Linked DNA regions of Sus scrofa: regions 1 and 3 are each linked to region 2. The links are chromatin contacts, called in public Hi-C maps. All regions are on one chromosome and are shown on one strand. The core of a region is the stretch at or near the end of the contact, and the rest is flanking DNA. Distances in the headings are between cores, read along the strand shown.

Region 1 (4,798 bases), core at 267-2,766, 140 kb before region 2:
TCTCTCCATTCATGCTGGGGACCTCAAATCGCAATTCTCTGCTGATCCCAAATAAGCCCATCTTTGCTGGAGAAATAGCTGGCGGACTGTTTGATTAAGGTCAACAGAAGCATCAGAGTACCACCAGTCCTGAAAAGCTCTTAGGACCAAACACAAGGAAATCTCCGTGGAAACCTTTGAGACAGATGGAAAATACCAGAGTACCCCACCTCCACACTCCAGAATATGCTAGACACTTGAGGTGACCTTGAGGGAGGAAGGGGGAAGGTCACCAGCATGACTGAAGTTATACTTTTCTCATGAGCCTGGAGATATCAGGGCTCAAGTTCAAATTTAGCTAATTTCTAAAATGACAGATTTAATTTCGCTTGCACACCTTTATGTGTGGACCTAGAATCATACCTGCTACAAAAGGATTCCATTCCCGGGGACCTAGTCACCATTCTATTTGGTTAATACGTTTTAGAGTCTAGTGACTCAAGATTTCTTTCCACTTAGATATATCTGAGGCCTTCGATGTACCCTCCATTGTAAGGACTCCTCCTGGGTTGGGGTGGGTGGGGTGGTAGAGACAGCAGGGGAAAGACAGTTCAAATGAATCCCCCAAGTGATTCTGAAAAGATTCCTGCTCCACCCTAGCTCCCCTTGCCCACCCTGCCCTGAGAATATCTCTTCTTTTTTAAAGAGGTGGTCCACTTAGGACTCTTGAACAAAGACACAGTCAAGGCTCTTAAGCAGGAGGTGTGTCCTTACAAAGGTGCAGGTAAAGCAAACAGATTTCTGTGACAACATATAGTGCTGTATACACAAGCTGAAAGGATGACCGTTATTTGCATGACAAATAACTAAAGAATAAGTGTATTTGTAAATCTGTGGCTCCAAGAGAAAAAAAAATCCCTGGCTTTCCTTCTTGGAAAGTAGTTATTGACTTGGGAAACTGCCCCCGTTCTGACCCGGCCTCCCACTGAGGATGTAAGAGGGATCCTGAGAAACTGACATAAGCATCTGAATGAAATATCCCCAAAGTGCACAATTGAGAGAATTACCACACTTCTCCCATTCAGTGCTGTTGAGTGATGCTGGCACTGGGCGAGAGCTCCCGGATAGGACCACAGCAGGGATGTATGTTTTTGGCTGGTGTTTCTGCTAATGAGACTGCACCTGACCGCGAATAAGTGTCAGGCATGGACAACCCATTTTGTATTAAATTTTCCCAAGCGTCTGTCCGATGCCCTTCTGGAGAGACCCAATTAGGGACTTGGTTGTGGGACTCATTTTCTGATTTCTGGAAATGTTTCACCACCACGAAAGACCGCAGCAACCTGATCTCTTGCAGCTGCTGTGCAGGTTGCATGTACCTCTCTGCTATAATAAAGTCATATTGTCACACTCCTCTCCTCTTGGGGGTGGGGATGGGGGGGAAGGCAAGAAGCAGGTAGAGACTTCTACAATCCAGGTTCAAGTGTTCCAAAGCCTGCTGAGAGGAATCACTCCTCTGAGTCCACCAGAGGGTGTGGGTGTTGCCGAAGACACTCTGAAGAGAACTAGTTGCCCCACAGAGAGGTGAGGCATGGGCTCTGCTTGGGCCTGCTAATGGAAGACATCCTGGGAACAGAAAATGCCCATCCAGGGACTGGGTGAAACATGGTTTTGAGAGTTTGCCTCCACGACAGAACACCAGTTAGGAGCTCAGGCTCTGGAGTTAAGAATGAGTTTGAGGGGAAACGGGTGAGGGAGGGATAAATTGGAGGTTGAGATTAATGTATGCATACTGCTGTATGTAAAAGAGATCAACAAGGACCTACTTGTAGCACAGGGAGCTCGACTCAATATTTTGTATTAACCTATAAGGGAAAGGAATCTGAAAAATATATGTATATATTTATACATATGTATAACTGAATCACTGTGCTGTACACCTGAAATGCACAGAGCATTATAGATCAACTATACTTCAATTTTAAAAAGAGAGTTTGAGGAGTTCCCATCGTGGCTCAGCGGAAACGAATCTGACTAGGGAGCATGAGGTTGCAGGCTCCATCCCTGGCCTCGCTCAGAGGGTTAAGGATCCGGTGTTGCCGTGAGCTGTGGTGTAAGTTGCAGACACAGCTTGGATCCTGCACTGCTGTGGTTGTGGCATAGGCCTGCAGGTGTAGCTCCAATTAGACCCCTAGCCTAGGAACCTCCATATGCCATGGGTGCAGCCCTAAAAAGCCAAAAAAAAGAAAAAGAGTTTGAATCCCATTCTACCCCTTCTTGGTTGTATGGTCTCACGTTAGTCACTAAAATATAAAAATGAGACTAGACATGTAGCTGTCTCACAGGGCTATTGTGAGGACTAGATGAGGGCATGCAGTACAGAGCCCACGGAGCTAACACAATACATGTTCCGTATTGTTAGCCACATTACTCCCTTTTAAAATATTTAAGCTACAGTCTACTACTTTGTATCATTACTCAAAGGTCACTTCCCCCTAGAAAAGGAATGTCTGTTGACATCCAGAGGAAACAGAGATTTGCATTTTTATTATTTCACTCACGACAAAGAGAAAAGACACCACATTCTGTTCAGGGGATTTGTTGGAGTCAAAAAAATAGGTTCTTTATGTAGGAGTCCAGACATATTGTGGGGACACTGACTTGCCACCTAACCCTCAGGTTCTTGATAGAAAGTGTGATCCAGTGCTTGATTCTCTTGGATTCAAGGGACTCAGGCCCATTTGGTGAAAGGAGGTTATCGAATGAATAGACAGAAAAAGAAAAAAATGGCGGGGAACCACCAGCAACCACCTAGCCATGCCTCCTGGAGAACTGGAGGGGCAGTCACGGTTATGCGCAGCCAGGTCTCAGAGGCCCCTCTGGCCCCGGTCATCTCATCACCCTCTGTGACCAACTTGTTATGACCCAAGACTAGTGTCTCCACCAAACTCCTAGCCAGCCACCTTCTCCGCCGACTTCTGCATCTGCTGCCCTTGCTTCACTCTCTCCTTGAGATTCCTGTGCAAGAGCAAGAATTGGCCTGGGTCATCTTTTTATCCTCCAAAGTGCAGAGCTCCTGGTGTGGCACTGAGTTCTCACTCATAGAAAGCACTGAAATCCCGAAAGCACATAAAGAATAAGACCCAGAGTTCCCATTGTGGCTCAGCAGGCTAAGAACCTGACATGGTGTCCTTGAGGATGCAGGTTTGATCCCTGGCCTTGCTCAGTGGGTTAAGGATCTGGTATTGCCACAAGCTGTGGCATAGGTTACAGATGCGGCTTGGATCTGGTGTGGCTGTGACTGTAGCGTAGGCTGGCATATGCAGCTCCAATTCAACCCCTAGCCCAGTAACTTCCATGTGATGCAGGTGTGGCCCTAAAAAGAAAAAAAAAAAAAAAAAAAAAGAATAGGGTCCAATTCCTTCATGACATGATGACTTACTGTGTTGATTCTTGGCTTAACTTTGTAAGTTAGCAAGAGAGTCTTGAATTTAATGGCCACCTCTCCCAGGATACTATCTTAAGCTCTTGGATCTGAGTCTCCTATTTCTTAGGTGCAAGTGGGAGATTTGCAACAAAAGAGAATTTTTTGCCCTCATTATTTTCCTCACTAGCTCATACTAAGTTTAAAATCCGCCTTTCCGGTTTGATTCTTTTTGCTTTTAGAATAAACTTCAGGGAAGTGACTGTTGAGTTTATTTGTTCTAGTGAGAAGTACAACAATTTATGACAATGCATAAAATGTCATCTGAAGATCCCCTGGCAAGAAAGGATGGACACTGACTTGGCGAGAGGTAAACTGGCCTCTTATCTGGACATTCCAACTGGAGGATAGGAATAAAACCTAATTGATCATCATTTATGATGTCACCTTTTTTGGTTAACATGTAAAAGGTTATCTCAGGAGTTCTTGTTGTGGCTTATCAGGTTAAGAACCCAACTAATATCCATGAGGGTGTGGATTTGATCCCTGGCCTCCTTAGTGGGTTAAAGGATCTGACGTTGCCATGAGCTGTGTGGTAACCCAAGATGTAGGTTGCAGATATGGCTCAGATCCTGCATTGCTGTGGCTGTGGCGTAGGCCGGCAGCTGCAGCTCCAATTTGACCTCTAACCTGGGAACATCCATATGCTGTAGGTGAGGCCCTAAAAACTAAAACAAAGATGAAAATGTCATCTCAGTTTTCCAGAAAATTCATGTGAAGGCTGATGTGACCTTCAAATGACCTTCCTTGGTAGTTCTATAGATGGCAAAATTCCTAGATGGTATAGTGAACAGTACTTTGAATTTAAAGAAAATCCGCAAAGAGGCATTCTGCTCTGTTGCAATAACTATTACATGTCTAGGAGGTGAGACAACAGAAATTCCTAGATTGAAAGGATAATTTTACTCTAAACTACAAATTAAATATCAAATTATGTGATCACATATGTAAATTGGGGTCTCCTTTTACTTTCCGGGGCCTTGGCTCATCACAAGGGGTATTTTTAGTTTCTGTTTTTCCTTTTTACCAAGCTTGATCAGTGAACAAGAAAGTGTTATCAATCATCTCCTTGTTGGAAAGCATGGAGCTTTTGAACCACATAGCTCATTTCAAAATTAGAAATGCCCCCTGTTAGGGCCCCACGTCAAGACTTTCAGGAGGCAGTTGTCACTAGATCTTAGGTCTGACACGTGTCTTTTGGGTAAAGGCAGCTAAGAAATGTTCCTGGAGATGGTGTGGGTGGAGAAAGTGATAAAAATGGTATTTCTGTTTTTTTAACAAGTGAACTCCAATTTGTATTTGCTAGAAAGCTAGAAAGCTGTTTCTCACTTACAG
Region 2 (4,662 bases), core at 589-3,088:
TATTTTTTCACGTTGGTCACACCAGGTTAATCAATATTTTGCTACCCATTTTACCATATAACCCAAATGGATGTTAAAGATATAGTTCACCATATAGACCTGATTAATTGAAGAAAAATATTGCTTCTTATTGCTGACATTATGAGGTTAGAAATAGCATCCTATGCTAATCTGCAATGCCAAGAAATGAAGATGGTTTAAATCAGATCTCATGACTAATGCATGAGATCCAAAGTTCTTTTATTCCTGGCTATTTTAGAAAACTGGGGTGTATTTTTACTCTAAAAACTAATTCTCTAAGATTTATTGAGATAATATAAAATGCCTTATTATTAACAGCTCACAATCAAGTTCTCATGATAATCACAGAAACGCTATTTCTTCATTTTAATTTTATTTTTTTTGGTCTTTCTAGGGCTGCACCCATGACATATGGAGGTTCCCAGGCCAGGGGTTGAATCCGAGCTGTAGCTGCCAGCCTACACCGCAGCTCACAGCAATTTGGGAACCTTAACCCACTGAGCCAGGCCAGGGATAGAACCTGTGTCCACATGGATGCTAGTGAGATTTGATTCTGCTGAGCCACGATGGGAACTCCCTATTTTAATTTTTTCACAATTATGTATTTGCAATGGGTTAAGTCCAGACTCAAGGATATTGTATTTGATCCTTAATTGTTGTTGGTGATATTTTTGATAATATCAGAAAGATAGTGGAAAGTTTAGATTACTCTCTCTGGTTGCCACTCCATTTTAATTGTACTTATGGTGAATTCATTTAAACAGAAAGAAATATATCTAGCAATAAAGTCAGCCTGTTATTTTTGCTTGTTTTTGTTTTGACAAACTGTGAAATGCTGTGTTTTTCCTATAGTTCTAGTCCATGAAATCTGCAATCTTTCCACCTGATTTACGAAGGACCCTTAATTACTGCTGTCATTAGCACCTAGTGTTCAAAACAGTCTGTTAAAATGTACTGTTAGTCTCACCTCCAAGTCCCTGTTTGCTTTATTTTAATTTTTCTTCCAAGTAAGTAAAACAATAATTGCCCTAATAACAGCAGTCATTATGTACCGCGCATTAAATAATATTCCAAGTTCTTTGTTGCCTATTTCTTTTTGTTCAGGATTTGGCATTTGTGTGTTAAGATGGCCTAGAGTTTGAACGCGTGTTCATAAGCAGCGTTACTACAATTCAGGACTTACTACCTGGGTTTTACAAACAAACGAGCCACTCATTTGCCTTTTTCTTTCCACATGGATAGGGATGACAGACAACTGCTGTGAAGCTTCAGTGTTTCTGCCTGATCATGCACGGTTCTGCAATATAATGCATAAATGTATAACAACAACTTGGGCTCTCTTGATACCTCGCTTGGAATAAGGAAATCCAGCCAGCCGGGCGCGTCCCTGGCCGTGCGCGCACGCGTGCTCGCGCGCACACACATATATACACACGCGCGCACGCACACAGACACAGGCGCGCGCGCACACGCACACACACACACACACACACACACACACACACACAGGTCAAAAGTTGATGCGTTCCCAAGATCCCTCAGAATCTTTCTTTCTCTGTTTTCTGGCAGCGCCGGCTTCCCAGTCCCGGTAGTAGGGAGGTTGGGGGCGTGGAAGGGCGGGGAGGACGAGCGGAGGGAGGCGGGAGCCGGGTGCCTGTGCGCGCCGCGCCCGCTCCAGCCGGGTGAGAGTCCGGGCCGGGTTTTGCGCGGTGTCCCCGGGCCTGTCTCACGGCCTCCAAGCCGCCGCCGCTGCCGTGTTTACTGAGCTCGCGCGTCCTGATATCACTCCGCTGGCATGGAGGAGGAGGAGGAGGTGGAGGAGCGAGAGGAGGAGGCGGCGGCGGCGGCGGCGGCGGCGGCGAGCAGTTGATCATTGTGATGGTGGCAGGAGCAGCGGCGGCAGCGGCAGCCCAGCCGAGCGTTAGGGGCTGCTCTCCGCGCGGCGTTTTGCAAAGGACTTCACCGATCTACTTTTGCAGTCGCCTCGGACTGTCCATGTGTTTACTTCCCCCAGCCCGAGGATTCGATATCTAGGTTCCTGTGAAATGCAACTGAGCAGCCAAAGTACTTTGAGAACACGGGGCGGCATAAACACCAAAACTTTTTTGTGGAAGGAAAATGCAATAAGCAAGCTTGCCGTTTTCCGATGCGGTGTGGAGTGAGTGTGTGTCGCGCGTGTCCGCACTGGAGGCATATGCTTGTGTGTGTACATGGGGTGTGTTTTTCGGTACGTAGGGAGAAAATGCTTGCCAACTACCGGAAATCTCCTGGAATTTATTAGAAAATAATGGATTATAAAAAGAAGGCAGGCGAAGAGCGGATCTCCCCTTGAGTTGCAACCCGATTTGCTGCTGGCTCAGTTTGTTGTGATTCTTTTTGTTGATAGGTGTCTGATGGTATTCTGATAACACCCCCCTCTTTTTCCCCCTCGAGCTTTACAGTTTAAAAAAGGAAACAAAAAAACCACCCCAAAATCTCTCCCCCTTTTTTTCGCCCGGCCGGGATCGCTGTTTCCATCCATGTGCTTGCGTCTCCCCCGCGTTCCACTTAAACTATTTTAATCCTTGGACCCAAGGAGAAGGCTGATAGGGGGTGGATAAAAAAAGTTCTTCCAAAATAGTGTGCCCGGGGAGCAGGATGGGGGATTTCGCAGCCCCCGCTGCCGCCGCGAATGGCAGTAGTATTTGCATCAACAGTAGCCTGAACAGCAGCCTCGGCGGGGCCGGGATCGGTGTGAATAATACTCCCAATAGTACTCCCGCTGCTCCGAGTAGCAATCACCCCGCTGCCGGCTGCGGTGGCGGCGGCTCCGGGGGCCCCGGCGGCGGATCGGCGGCGGTCCCCAAGCACAGCACAGTGGTGGAGCGGCTCCGCCAGCGCATCGAGGGCTGCCGGCGGCACCACGTCAACTGCGAGAACAGGTACCAGCAGGCTCAGGTGGAGCAGCTGGAGCTGGAGCGCCGGGACACCGTGAGCCTCTACCAGCGGACCCTGGAGCAGAGGGCCAAGAAATCCGGCGCCGGCACCGGCAAGCAACAGCACCAGAGCAAACCCCAGCAAGATGCGGAGGCTGCCTCGGCGGAGCAGAGGAACCACACGCTGATCATGGTGAGGGCGCGCTGGCAGCGGGCATGGGGCGCGCGCGTGGGGGGGGGGAGCTTCTTACACGGGGGCACGGGGATCTGATTTGCAAGGCGGGTGAGGTGGGCTGAAGCCGAAGGGTTAACGTCAACTTTCCTGAGCTAAAAGCTGCCGTCGCCGCTACCTGTTAATCTGTCAGGGTTGTCAGATTTGGAGAAGAGGGGGCGAGAGGGGGAGAAGCCAGTCACGACTGCGAGGGGCGGAGGGAGCCTGGAGGAGCGTCGGGGTGAGGTGCTGGAAAAGTTTTCCCCCCTCTCCCGTTCTCAAATACCAATTTGAAAGAGTGAACCCAGAGTTGAAACCTCGCTCCTCGTCTTCACCGCTCCCCACCCGACCCCTCGCCTTGCCGCCTGGGCTCCCCAGACCCGTCCCCCTTCGCCCACCCCTCTCAGCACATCCTCTGGGTGCGGGGAGAAATTGATGCTGTCGCAGATTCTGGGCGGGCATCAGGCCCTCGAACCCTGGGGGGAGGAGGAGGAGGAGGAGGAGGAAGGGAGATGCTCTCCCCCTCCCCCTCAGCTCACCCTCTTCGGGCTGAGAAAGTCTGAGAGTTTTGTGAATGAACTTTGAAGTGGGTGAGAAACCAGCGAGGGTGGCTGCGCGCGCGCGTCCGCGGGAGCGCGCTTGGATGCGGGGCGCGGGTGCGCTCCCTCGCGGCTGGAGAGCCGGGGCTGCCCCGGCAGGTGGAGCGGCCCCGAGGGTCGAGCGGGGAGCGGCTCGGCGGGGTCGGGAGGGGGGGGGGCGACGCCCTGGGCTTGCGCCCAGAGTCCCCGCCACACAACTTCGCCGGGGATTCTTTCTCCTCCTCCTCTTAAACTTGCTCGCATGTAGCTTTCTCCGCTTCTCTCCCGCCCCACTCCCTGCCAACTTTCCGAGCCTGTGTGATAAGCCCGGAGAAGTGGAAGGTAGCGCGGAGGTGAAAGAGGCTTAAATGGTTGGGTGGGTGGGTTCGAGGTAGGAGGAGCAGCCAATGGCTTAACTTCTCCGGGAGGAAGGGGCAGTTCCCACCCCTTAACCCTGAGGGTTGAATCCTTTCTCCTATCTCCTCTCCGGTTCTTTTGCTTTCCTTTCTGGCGGGGGCGGTGCGGAGGAGGGGGGGCAGCCGGAAGCTTGGGAAAGGTGTCTGCAGCCCCCTCCCCCGCCGTGCCGCGCCGCCAGGGTTGGGTTGCGCGCGTGTGCGGGGTGGGGCGGGAAGCGGGAATCTGGGAGCGCAGCGGTGCGGTGCGCTTTCTCCCGTTTCCCCCTGCAGACCGCACCTCGATCGGCGGCGCGGGAGGCCCTCTCGGTGTGCGGCGTATAAATCGCGCACGTCCTGGGTCTAGGGGTCGTCGGCTCCAGGGGTGGTGCGGGTGCCGGCGCGGGCTTTCTCCCGGCTCTCGGTGACAAAGAGCCGGCCTGGGGGAGGGGAAGAGGAGAGACCGCGCTCGCTCCCCACCCTCCTCCCACCCCGCACGTGAAGAGGAACAATTTGTTTATCTTGGGCTTCAAGAATCTTTCCCT
Region 3 (4,513 bases), core at 1,811-4,310, 190 kb before region 2:
AAAGAAAAAAAGTTGAACAGGGTGGAGGGGGCTCATTAGAGGAAAAATTACTGTTGGCATCAAAAGGTTTGTTGAGGAGTTCCCGTCATGGCTCAGTGGTTAACAAATTCGACTAGGAACCATGAGGTTTCAGGTTCGATCCCTGGCCTTGCTCAGTGGGTTAAGGATCTGGCTTTGCCGTGAGCTGTGGTGTAGGTCGCAGATGCGGCTCAGATCCCGAGTTGCTGTGGCTCTGGCGCAGGCCGGTGGCTACAGCTCTGATTAGACCCCTAGCCTGGGAACCTCCATATGCCGCGGGAGTGGCCCAAGAAATGGCAAAAAGACAAAAAAAAAAGTTTGTTGAGTTCTTTATATCAAAGTATTTTAGCCATGGATTTTATTTTCTTTAAAACAGGATCAGTTCTCAAACTTTGCAGTGCCTGTGTTAGCAAGTACTTACTATATCATAAACATGATAGAAGACTGCATTTTTCAACGACAAAATTCTTTTTCTTAATCTGTAGTTGCTCTCATATCAATCTGATTCCACATCAAATGTGCTTTTATGAGTTCATCTTGGGAGTTCTCTTGCGGTGCAGAGGGTTAAGGATCTGGCACTGTCAATGCAGCAGCTCAGGTCACTGCTGCGGCACAAGTTCAGTCCCTGGCCCAGGAACTTCCACATGCTGTGGGTACGGCTCCCCCTCCCCCAAAAAAAGGAGTTCATTTTCATCTCCTTCTATACATAAATGCAAATCTGAAAAGAGTGAGAATCCAGACCAAACTATCAAGTGTGGGAACAATGAAACAAATGTGGGATAGTAAAAATAATCTGTTTAACTGAAATCTGCCTTAGCTCCAAAATGGATACAGTTGTCTGGGATTCCTTGACTCTGACCTAAGATGAGGTCAGATTTCATAAAACTTTTCTCAAAAATCACAGTAAATTTTGGTGACCATCTTCATCTAGCCTTAGTGGAAGAGAATCTAGAATTAGTTTGATAATTTAAGGCCAGGAAGTGGAAGTATAGAGAAAACAAGGATTAGCAAGTGTGGCAAGCATCAATAATAGGCCCATCTTCTATGCCCACACACCCAGCTGTGACCAAGGACCAGCATCTTATGGAATACCCCTCTACCTTCTTCTCCTGTACTCCCAAGAGTACCAGGACATCCCTCTTCACAAGAGGCAGTTTAAATATGGTGATTAAGAACTCGGATTTAGATAACCTGGATTCAAATCCTAGCTCTGCTATTTATAAACTCTGGACCATTAGGTAACCATTAACATCTCAGCCTGTCTCTTCTTTTGTATAATGAACTTAGTAACAACAGTACCTCATAGTTTCCTTGAGATTTTTGTGAGTTGATACATATAATGTGCTTGCAACAATACACAGAAGGTATTCAGTAATGTAAGCTATTCTCTACCTTTTAGCTCTATTTCAGGCTACAAAAAGAATTTTAGAAAAATCACCTAGTCCAATTGCCTCATTTTACTAATAAACCTAGGCCAAGATGATACTAATAACGGTTTACCAAGATCATTAGCAGAAGTTACCGACAACCAAGACTACAGTCAATGTCCCAGTCTAGTTTTTGTTCCACCACAGCACCACAGGTAAGCTTACATCTGAGACCTGAGATTTTGAGACTTCCCAGTCCAACCTCAACCACCCAACTTTTCTGCATCTAAAACTCATTTTTATCATGTTATCCCCTTACTAGTAAACTAATAAGACTACTAAAATAACATCACTATGCATTAATATACTAAATTCTTTACATCTGTTACTGATTCATCAAATCAACAAGACATTGATTGCAATTTACAAATGTGAACAATCAAGAATTTGAACTCAGGTCTAACATGAAGTCCCTGCTTTTTCCCGATGCAATGGAAGACACATTAATACGACCCTAAACTAAATGTGCCAAACATTCTGCAAAGTTTGATGTCAAATTCCTTTGATATTTCTATTATCTAAGCAACTGAAGGCAAATTTCATTCCCTTCAAGCTGCATCTACTTTCAGCAACGCTTGTTCAGATCCCTTCAGATTGACTTGTTGTGGTTAGGTAAGTCTAATTTTAAATTCCATCAGGTTAAGGAATTGATCATAAACTAGATCCCCAGCGTGGCTAGCTATACTGAGTTTAATCAATGAGTAAGTATAGGCACAGAATACACAGGCATAGCTTTGGAGCCTCAGGTACAGATACAGTGTTGGGAAAAGAGCACAGCATCTGTCCTTAAAACTATTACGTCATAGTACTGGAACAAAACACTGAACAACAAAAGTCTTCCCTTTCAGGAATGTCTCCGGTTTCTCCTTTCCAACCCTAACTCCCCCGAACTTGTCCAGCAGGACCCTGAAGAGTAGCCCATTGAAACATCAAGCCAATGGCTGGTTTCAGCCCCTGAAAGGATGTCGCCAGCCCTTGTTTTACCGCTCCCTCGCTTCCCTCCCCGCGCCTCGGCGTCCTCTCCCCCATCGCTGCAGAGCAGCCGCGGTCAAGTCCAGGCGTGCCTGGTCTCATCCCACCCGAACGCCCCTCCAGCGGTCCCATTTCAGGCCAGGATTTGGACAGAGGCCTTGGACTCAGGAGCTGCGGGGAAAGGTCCGCCCCAGGGAAGGAGGGTGGCCCCCAACAAAGGAACCTCTGGGCCCAATAATGAGACGATGAGAAAAAGGTTGCGCAGGGGTTTGCAGGGAGCCAGGCCCCAGTCGACCGGCAGATGCCCCGGCCGTAAGATGCTCTTCCCAAGTCCCCGAAGCGCCAGGCGGCATCCAGCCCGCCCCGCCCTCCAGGCCCTCGGCGATACCGAGGCCCCAACGCCAGCAGCCCGGGGTTAGGCCCTCCGCGGCCCACGACGGCCCTCACCTGCCGTTAGAGGCGCCGGCAGGGGGAGGGATCGGGAGGACGCCTCAGGCCGGGATACTTGGGTCGACTGGCACTAGCAGCCCCGCCCTCTCTGCCCACAGAGCGTGCGCCGAGGCGGGAGGCCCGCCCCGTCTCGCCCCCGTCGTCAGCCAATCCCCACTCAAGAAGTCACGCCTGCGCATTCGCTGCCCGACGCCCCAGTTGTCCAATCTCAAAGCCCCGGGATCCACCTTTTGCCATAACAAAAGGACACCGGCATCCAATCAGAATTGAGGAAGTTGTGGGCGGGTCCAGGAATCGCAACACCCAATGACAGTACAGGAGCTAAACTAAGCGTGTGAAAGCCAACCTGAGACAAGCCGCTCTTCAGTTTCAGCAGGACCCTGAAAATGAGGCCAGGAAGGGAGTGTGGCGAATTCTGTCAGCTGTCAGGCAGGAGGTTGGTAAAATCGAACACTGGGCAAGAGAGAAATCATTCAATATCAAGAAGAGGGCAAGTGTGAACATAAAGGGAAAAGTACTGAGGTTCTTCAATTCTAAAAGCAGACTTTTCCATATTTTTAAATTTCCCATTAAGTGCTCCCCTAATGGATTGTACCTCACAGCATCTTACCCAAACTGTTACAAAATTCACAGTGCGCCTGACCATTTATTCATATTTTAGGATTGAGAAAATATCATAGTACTATTTTGGTGTATAGCCCTTTTGATCACTTTATCCCATTTGATCCTCACCGCAACCCATAAAATGAAACTTAAGAGTAAATAAATGTCCTGCTCAAGGTATAGACACAGTGTGAAATGCTGTGTGCCAGGCTTTGTGATGTAATGTAATCTGGCTTTATACCATTCACAGATACCTGGCACTTGACACAAAGCAGCATCCTGCTTGTTTTTAATATTTGTTATTGTTTTTGCTTTGACACATTCTTCTGAGTTATAAAGGTGAGCCATGCGTCTTCCTATTTCTTGACTGACTTCTAGCACAGTTTGCTAAGATAGAGCCTTACCTCTTTTAAGAAATATATTTTAAAAATTCCATTCAGTGTTTGAAAACAGTTTGCTAAGATAGAGCCTTACTTCTTTTAAGGAATATATTTTAAAAATTCCTTCAGTGTTTGAAAACTGTGCCTTGACCAGAATTAAGATACACACCATGATGAAAATTTACACACCATGAGGAGAATGCAATGTAGGAGCTAATAAGTGGAAAATAAGATCCAACGTAAATCTAATAGGGACAAAATGAGAGAGAATGGGTGTGGGCAGTATTCAAAGAATAATAACAGAATTTTTCAGGGTTGTGAAATATTTGAATTAGATTCAAGAAGTACTTATTCTTGAGCAGGATTAAAATATGGAATTCCATACCTGCACACATTATGATGAAACTGCAGAATATCAAAGACTAAGAGAACCGTTAAAAAGAGAGGTTTTTTTTTTTTTTTTTTTCACTAGAAGAACAGGTTTGGGGTTTTTTTCCCGCTTTTAATTTTAAGTAGTGTAAAATATGCATAAAAGATTTATCATTTAAACCATTTTAAAGTATGCTGTTCAGTAGCGTTAAATATATTCTCCTTTTTGTGCAATCAGTCCCTAGAACTTTTCATCTTGCAAAACTGAAACTCTGTGCCCATTAAACAACTCCC

The links. Hi-C and Micro-C count contacts between places; a contact is called where the count stands out from the background.
Region 1: a Hi-C map of epiblast stem cells shows a contact between it and region 2, with 2.0 times the contacts expected there. The contact joins the enhancer-like site here to the promoter of MAML3 in region 2. A contact is called at or near these places in 4 of 47 Hi-C or Micro-C datasets (embryonic fibroblasts, epiblast stem cells, fetal heart ventricle and 1 more).
Region 3: a Hi-C map of liver shows a contact between it and region 2, with 5 times the contacts expected there. The contact joins the promoter of SCOC here to the promoter of MAML3 in region 2. A contact is called at or near these places in 1 of 5 promoter capture datasets (liver) and 5 of 47 Hi-C or Micro-C datasets (heart right ventricle, liver, mesenteric adipose tissue and 1 more).

The regions. Positions count from the first base shown.
Region 1 is chr8:86,737,940-86,742,737 of Sscrofa11.1, forward strand. The region is part of intron 2 of LOC110262151 (a long non-coding RNA gene); the gene reads left to right. Among named protein-coding and RNA genes, the nearest start is that of SCOC, 50 kb to the left of the region's middle. Within about 2 kb of position 1,517, at least 3 of the 83 cell types and tissues checked have an H3K27ac peak or open chromatin away from gene starts, as enhancers often do. A contact at or near this core is called in epiblast stem cells, where this site is marked.
Region 2 is chr8:86,877,515-86,882,176 of Sscrofa11.1, forward strand. It overlaps MAML3 (mastermind-like protein 3), which reads left to right and starts at 1,839. Exons shown (of 7, transcript XM_021100677.1): 1 at 1,839-3,129. The coding sequence starts at 2,659.
Region 3 is chr8:86,687,631-86,692,143 of Sscrofa11.1, forward strand. It overlaps SCOC (short coiled-coil protein), which reads right to left and starts at 3,061. Exons shown (of 5, transcript XM_003357017.4): 1 at 3,005-3,061; 2 at 2,865-3,003. The coding sequence starts at 3,046. It overlaps LOC110262150 (a long non-coding RNA gene), which reads right to left and starts at 2,860. Exons shown (of 2, transcript XR_002346763.1): 1 at 2,806-2,860; 2 at 440-950. It overlaps LOC110262151 (a long non-coding RNA gene), which reads left to right and starts at 3,099. Exons shown (of 4, transcript XR_002346765.1): 1 at 3,099-3,303.